Linked DNA regions of Zea mays: region 1 is linked to region 2. The links are chromatin contacts, called in public Hi-C maps. All regions are on one chromosome and are shown on one strand. The core of a region is the stretch at or near the end of the contact, and the rest is flanking DNA. Distances in the headings are between cores, read along the strand shown.

Evidence for each region. A called contact is a pair of places that touch in the nucleus more often than the background predicts.
Region 1: a contact with region 2 is called in a Hi-C map of ear, with 4 times the contacts expected there. The contact joins the promoter of LOC103653276 here to the promoter of LOC100272355 in region 2. A contact is called at or near these places in 8 of 25 Hi-C or Micro-C datasets (ear, endosperm, leaf and 2 more).

Annotation. Positions count from the first base shown.
Region 1 is chr4:56,596,305-56,600,417 of Zm-B73-REFERENCE-NAM-5.0, reverse strand. It overlaps LOC103653276 (peroxisome biogenesis protein 1), which reads right to left and starts at 1,706. Exons shown (of 16, transcript XM_008680215.4): 1 at 966-1,706; 2 at 323-496; 3 at 99-198. The coding sequence starts at 1,178.
Region 2 is chr4:56,462,608-56,466,662 of Zm-B73-REFERENCE-NAM-5.0, reverse strand. It overlaps LOC100272355, which reads left to right and starts at 2,045. Exons shown (of 4, transcript NM_001146838.1): 1 at 2,045-2,242; 2 at 2,712-2,985. The coding sequence starts at 2,234. LOC103653273 reads right to left here and starts at 1,798. Exons shown (of 4, transcript XM_008680213.4): 1 at 1,476-1,798; 2 at 1,312-1,376; 3 at 696-1,221; 4 at 272-606. The coding sequence starts at 1,343. The coding sequence ends at 466.

The DNA of each region.
Region 1 (4,113 bases), core at 457-2,956, 130 kb before region 2:
ATGTAAAAGGATATTGAAAAGAACATAAAATAATGGTGATAACACAAGTTGTATAAGTTAGCACAATGATGCCAAAATATATATGTGTATATATATACCAACTGTCTTCTCAGGGAAAGATGACAAGACAACAAACTTCACAATATTATGTCCATCCAACCACAATGGGAATTTCATGCCCTCATAAACGATGCCAACCTGATTTCAAAATAATAATAATCAAATTTATGCACCATTTTTTTTAAAAAATGTAACGGGTTGGAATTACTACACTAGGCAAGAATAACAGACATATTGAAAAAAAAGAGAAAACAAAGAACACCTGCTTCAAGATTGTTTCTTCAGCCAAATCAGCACGGCTCTCCAGTATCTCCCAGTCATCCTCACTGTAGGGTTCAATACTGATCGAGTCAGCTTTGGCCAGAGAACGAGCTACGCTCAACTGTGCTATAGTTCCATCAGGCAGCGAGATGCAGTCTGCCAACTCTTGTGCAACCTGCAAGACAGACCATTGATATCACAATACTGCAAATGTCTGGTACACTTTTGCTGCATAACGTACACACACAGGCCACATGAGGGTGTTTCAGGTAACCAAACTGAGGACAAACAAAAGAAGGCCATCAAAGTTCTACTTCTACATGCAGAGATATCGAACGGAATACAAAACTGACAAGGAAATATGAAACAGCTTCACGGTTTTGATCCCTGCAAGGTTACAATTCCAATTTCTCACGCCAACTGTGAAGACCACAGCATCACTCTGTCTGACACTCCACGACCAAATTCACTCCACACGACATCGTGGTATGGTATCAAGCAAGTGACAAGCTCAATTCCAAATTTCCGACAGCAAGCATCGATTCAACCAAGGGTTGACGAATAATTCTGGAAACTTCCGGGCACAGGGTGACAGGGACTCCAAGTGACAAAATTACAGAGACATGTGGCTGGGGCCCGCTCACCTCGATGGCGCTGGATCGGGAAGCGGCGCCGGACCAGGCGAGGGACCAGCGGGCGCCGGCGGGACCGCGAAGTTCGAGCGCGAGGACGGGCGGGAGGTCGCCGGTGGCTGAGGTGCGCTCCAAGTCGTGGATGAGGTGAAGCGGGAGCGCGGCAAAGCAGCTCCGGGCGCCGCCCACCACGTGAACCTGCACTTCCAGCCCGCCGCCGCTCATGGCTGCTAAACTGCTTGACGCCTCCCCGCGCGGCCGCGCCCCAGCCCTTCTGCCTCTCGGCGCTCTCGCAGTCTCGCTTCTCTCTCCTTGATGATGCTCTCTATTTGGTCAAACAAAAGTTTAAGTTCAGGGTTCGCAATTTTGGAACCGAAATTCCGAAATTTCTGAAATTTTCTTCGTTTCGGCTGGAGCTTCGGACTCCGCGCTAAAACGGGCTCTAAAACAGCCCACAAATCCCATAAACCATAAATCGTGACTCACTCTCCCTCCCATCCACCCATCCCACCTGATTTGTTGGCGGCGGCGCTCCAGTCATCACTCGCGCAATCACGCTCACCTCTGCCGACAGCCGGCGGCCCGACGCTCCCTCTGCTCGGTCGTGCACTCAGCTCGCGCGCTCACCCCTCGACGCTCGCGTGCTCCCTCTGCTGCTCCCTGGTTGCGCTCCTCTGCTCTCCCCCACACCGTCGTGCGCGCTCGCCTCCCCGCGGCCGCTCTCTCCCCCCGTGCGCTCCCTCTTGCATCTGCATCCCGCTGCCGCTCCTTTGCTGCCTCTGCTGCGTGACTGTGTCCCGCGGACACGCCCATTGGTTCACCTCCAGGTCCTCGATGTCGCATGCTCCTCCTCGTGCTGCAAAATTGGAAATGCCTTGTTTTAATAATATAGTTAGCTACACAATTGAAAATGCCTTGTTTGAGTTTTGGTTGTGATGGAAATGCCTTGTTTGCAGTTTTGATTGTGATGGAAGGATGCAGTGTACGGGGCAAGGGAAAAGAGCCATGTATTGGTGAATCGTCATCGGGTGCAGCCTGTGAATGGTTGGTTACTACCGATGGTAAGGCTTTCTAGCATTAGATTAGCACTATTGAGTTCTCACATGCAAACTGGAAGTAGAAATTTTAGTTCTCTAGTGGAAAGTCATGCATGAATTACATTGTTAATTTCATGCCACATAAATTTGTTTATTGTTTTGCGTCATTTATTTTTATATTACTAGGAACTTGCAAACAACTACAAGGTTCTATTGATGACCCATGGAGTCATGGTGAGAAGTGGAAGAAACAGGGATTCAAGTGTGCTTATTGCGGGTGTGCTAAGGAGAGTGGAGGTAAGACCCGTCTAAGGTGCCATCTAGCTGGTTTGTCTATGCAAGAGGGAAAAAGAGGCAGATTCTAAAGAGCATGAACTCTTTGTGGATATGGATCTAGCATATAGTGATGCTAGAAGAGAATAAATACCTAAGGATCAAGCTGGACAGATGGCGTGGACACTAAGGGAATCATTGTTGGATCAAAGGACATCTGTCAATAGCCCACCTTTAGGCAGAAGTAGCACTGGGACAAGCAATACCACCCCACCATTAGCTGCAGGCTCTCGTAGGTAGAGTAGGATGGATAGATACTATCGGAGTTCAAGTGTGACTCAGGACATATGTGATATAGATTTGCAATGCAGTAAGATGTCAACATAGCCTAGGATAGACGTTATGTTGCATGGGGGTAACAAAGAGAGACTTGGTAAAACTTGGGTGAAATGGTTCCATGCCAATGGTATTCCTGGAAGGAAAGCAAACTGCCCATATTTTGTAGCAGCGGTAAACTATCTCAACAGCTTGGGGAAGGAGTGGCTGTTCCAAGGGGAAGAGATATAGATGGGCCATTACTAAATATGAACTATGAGGACCTACAGACTCACATGGACCAATACAAGGAAGGTTGGGGTCGCTTTGGGGTCACTATTATGTGTGATTCATGGAGAGGGCCAACCATGATGTGCATTATTAATTTTATGATTTGTTGCAATGGTTGCATGTTCTTTCATAAAACTGTGGATGCAACTGGTCAAATACAAAATGCAGAATTTATAGTTTACAATTTCATGTTTGCACCCTCATGTTTGCTGCTAGTATAGTTTAGAATTTCTAAAATTTCTATCTAGTTGTCATGTTTTTTGTGGATGCCTATTGTAGGGGCTGCACTTGATCCAAAAGCACTTTTTTTATACATCAAAATTAGCCACCCATCATAGTGCTATATTGGTTGTAACATTGGCAATCAAGAAGCTAGCACACTCACCTATAGAAGCATCAATTGCAATTGATCAATTTACAAGAACATTTAGCAAAAAAGAGAAGTTATTTGGATCACTAGAGGCTCGATCCTCGGCACTTCGTGCTGATGCTAATCCTGGTAAAGTATCCTTTCCTTGTCCAAATCAACTTCTATCATTGTAGTTGATTGCTATTTACAACTTTCGTTGATATTTATATTGTTTTATTCATTGTAGCTGATTGGTGAAATTCATACGGAGGGCAATGCAAAGAATCACAGTGTTGTTCATCTAGTGGTTGTGAGCATAACTGTAGTATGTTTGCTCTAGTCCATACTAAGTTGAGAAATCTCTTAGGCTATGAGAAGCTAGATAGGTTAGTCTATGTCCATTATAACTTAAAGTTTCTGATCCAACAATTTGTACTTGACAATCCCCAAGAAAAGGAGATAGATCCATATAGTGTGATGATGGATGTTGTTCTTTTTTATGAAAATAATCCAATCTTAGAGTGGTTCAGCAACTCTAGATCTGAGTCTAGACCAATCCTTGATGGAAATGATGACGACAACAATTACTGGGATGCACCTGGTAATTTCTCATTGAAGAACTGCAAATGAGTAAATCAGATGTGGCTGCATTCAAAAGGAATCTTAGTTTTGGTAAAAATAGCAGACGGAATAAACCAATGAGTCAATTAGATGAGGAAGAAGAGTTTGAAGATGACTATGAGTCAGATTCTCCACATGGTAGTCCATTGTATGATGAGCCATGGGACATTTGTTCTGATGATGAAGGTAATTGTGAGATCTTATTGTGATCCATTTTATCTCCATGTTAATATTTTGTTTGAAACCTGATCTGTTCCATATGTGGTGGTCATGT
Region 2 (4,055 bases), core at 796-3,295:
ATATGAGAAAAAGCAAGCAATAATTACAGACTTGATACCTGCACTAGTACCTTGCAATAAGATTACAACACAAATACCTCACAATAATTACAACAGCACCACTAACCTTACAATGGTCTGTAGCAGCAAACCTTATACAGACTTGATACATGAGAATCACATTAGAATTTTCACACAAGCATCAGATACATCAGTTAGACTCACCATAATAAAGCATCACATCAGATTTACACACAAGCTTCAGATGAGAATTTTTCACACAAACCTCACATCAGATAGACATGGCTCTCCATATGAGAAAAGGCAAGTAGCCATCTCAAACTTTCTTAGATACATAATAGTGGTTGAGTTCACATCTCAGATACATGCTACTAATAGTGGTCGAGTTCACATCTCAGATACATGCTACTAATAGTGGTTCAGTTCACATCTCAGATACATGCTACTAATAAATACTAGCTGATTTCACATATCAGCATCTTTAGTTCCCATGGCTGAATTCTTTAACAGATGAATAGCCTTTGATGCCACACATGCACTAGTAGGTGTAGTGGTCTTTCTTCTAGCGCTGGAGGTACAATTGTGTTCATCAAGTAACACTGTCACCTACAACACAAACAAAAAAATCAATTAGTAACCATATAAATGAAGGACAATGTTACATACAAAAATCAAAGGCCACCAATTATAAATACCATAACAGTCTTCCCATCGGGTTGCCTACGGCCCACGATATGCCACGGGCAATCCTCCCCTTTGCAATCACCAATAAATCGACTCGGGTCAGTTTTCACGATTTGCAGCTCAAACTCTTCATTTATAGCAAACTGTCTCATAGCCAACCTAAATTCACGCATGCTTGGGTACACAGTTCCAATATCCATACAAGGATTATCCGGATCATGCACCACCACCCTCTCCCCTGGTATGTCATCATTAACAAGGATGGCTGCACCAAGAGTGTCATTGTCAACAAAGGTGTCATTGCCACTAGCTGCATGTGCATTGTCTGCCTGCTCGAAAGTTTCACTACCCTTATCAGCAGCCTCATCCTCATCTCTTAGCCCCAATAGCACATACATTTGGTTATCATCAACTATTTCTATCCTTCCTTCTTCATCTGTACTATCAAAAATATGTAGTGTGTCCCAGTCAATAGCAGCTAGTGGCTGATCATGTCGAACATGAGCTTCTACTATTGCTAAAGACTCATCATCAATGCTGGAAATAAATAGGTTAGCGGTTAGCGAAATTGCACTGCTACTGTGCTTCCTACTCGTCAACTAACAACAAAGTGATAGCAGAGCATACCCATGGAAATCATCAATTGAGATGGACTCCATCCGATAACTACCTTTTTCCTTTTCTTATGTAACCTAGGGTTTGGATTTTAGGAAACAGAATGTACTGATTATTTTGTAGGCATGCTGGCAATCAAACATCAAATCAAAAATGCAAACCCCGTTCTCTTACACCTGTTGTAGGAGGAGCAGCCAACGTGGAGGGCGTCGACGGCGGCGATGGTGGAGAGCTTCGGGGCGGCAATCGAACAACCACCGGCTGCAGTCGGTGGTGTGGGGACCGGAGAGCGCTGGCTGCTGGCGCAAGCCCCCTGCTGGCGTGGGCGCGGTGAGGAGCCTGGGCGTGGATGAGGAGACCTCAGGTGAGGAGCATGGCGGCGGGTGAGGACCCGTGAGGAGCTTGGCCTGTTGGCCACGGTGAAAGAAAGAAGACCGTGAAAAATCTCCCGTGAATGTGAAAGAGATGATGAGGGGCAAAAGAGTCAAGTCGCCTTCTCTAATTAAATTAAAACCATTTCAGGTTTTGGTAAACAACCAAAAGGCATTCTAGCGTATATGCGGTTGTTTATAATGGCACCTAGGCGAAACCAATTCACTTGATGGCAATCCAGTATATGCGGTTGTTTATAATGGCACCTAGGCGAAACCAATTCACTTGATGGCAATCCAGTGAAGCCCACGTTTCATAATGGTCCAGTTCCAAATTTCTCTTCGGTTCGTCGTCCTCGTCCCCACTCCCCACCTGCGCAGCTGCGCTGCGCCATCTCGAATCCTCTCCTTCCACCATCTCGAACCTCTCCTTCCGTCTCCTCCCCGGCCGATTCTTCCAGTCTCCAGCCACCTTCAACTGCCGGCCGCAAGTGGCCCCGCGTCTCACCCCTAACCCCAGTGAAGAATCTAGGCGTCGTCTATCCAGCCCCGTCATCATCACCATGGAGGAGGTACTCCGCTCCATCCTCTCTTGCTTCTCCTCCCGCTCCCGCTCCCGCACCCGCACTCAATCCGTAAGTTTTGCTCAATCGATTCGAATCGTCTGCCATGCTTTCCGGATTGTGTAAGGATTTCCCTGTTTGGTTACATCCTGCCACCGATAAGCACTAACCCGACCTTGGTGACGGTATTTCTATTTCGGGAAGATGCCTGTGTAGATGTATTCGGCGTTCGCTGCCATTCCCAACCTCTGCCAACCGGAACCAACTTGGACAAAATTGTCTGCCTCTGCATATCTATTACAACTTGTTCGACATACTAGATTACACTCCACATATTTACGAGTCTGATATGCATGATGTTCAGATTTCGGTTCACTTGTCAACCATAGAGTCTATCTTGTTCGCCCCATTTCTTGTGTTGAGAATGCACAAGAGGGCCAATTTGATTTCGTTCCTCCTGCTACTACTACTGATGCAGCATGGGCTGTGGTCCAGCGGGGCCAGCGACAAGAACAAGTCCATGGTTGAGCAGCTGCAGAGGTACGGGGTCATCAGGTCGACCAAAGTCGCGGAGGTGATGGAGGCCATCGACAGGGGGTTGTTCGTGCCACCTGGGGGCTCGCCATACCACGATAGCCCCATGCCGATTGGGTACAATGCCACCATATCAGCACCACACATGCATGCGGCTTGCCTGGAGCTACTGGAGAAGAATCTTCAGCCTGGAATGCGAGCTCTCGATGTTGGGTCAGGTAACTTATTGTGTAATTGGTAGGATTAGGCTTACGGAGGAAGTACGTGGGGTAGGTTTTAGATCTAGTACCAGGACCCCGACGCTTGGGCACCGTCATCCCAGGCTTTAGTCCTGTTGGCAGGGCGTGGTATTGTTCACGCGATGAACAGTACCCACCGACAAACAGTGTCGCGGGTGAACAGTACAAGGTCAAATAGTAGATGCGTTGAGGGGAAGCACGAGCAAGATACTTGCCTTCTTGGTTTATTCCTTAGCCAAAAGGGCTATATGTGGCTGAGACAGCAGCCTCAAACTCTATCCAAGACTTACAAACTCTATCCGATCTAACAAACTCTATCAGATCTTACAACCTAAGCAAACTAACAAACGACTGTATGGGATGCCGGTCATATCATCTCTCCCGGCCTCCAAAAATAGCTCGTCCTCGAGCTGAATGTTGGGGTAGAGGCGTCGAAAATTCATCCACCCAAATTAGTCCCTGCCACAACGTCGTGGTCATGAGGACCTGTTGAAGCAGAGACATTGGCCGGGATGTCATCGTCAATGAAGTCGGACAACTCCAAGTAGAAGAGGCGTTGACAGACGTGGTTGCGGACATATGGTTCGTCGCAGTTGTAGCAGAGTCCTTGACGCTTGCGCTCTTGTTGTTCAGCCGGGGTTAGCCGGCAGAAGGGCCTCGACTGTGCTGAGGAGGCGTCTGAAGTTGAGGATCTGGTCGGCGACGTGCCCCCTGGCGTTGTAGCGGTCAAGCGATGTTCGAATGCTCGAGCTAGATACATGGCTTTCTGCAAGTCCTGAGGCTCACGGAGTTCTACGTCTATCTTGATATGTTCTGGCAGACCGCCTACAAACAGGTCGACTTTCTGAGTGGCGGAGAGGTTACCAGCATGGCACAACACGACGTTGAAGCAGTTGGCATAGTCTTGGACTGTAGACGTGAATGGAAGGCGTGCGAGCTCAACCAGCCTGGTGCCACAAAGTGCCGGCCCAAAACGCAGGTGCACAATTCTCGAAAGCGCTCCCATGAGGGCATCCCTTCGTCCTGCTCGAGTACATAGTACCAAGTTT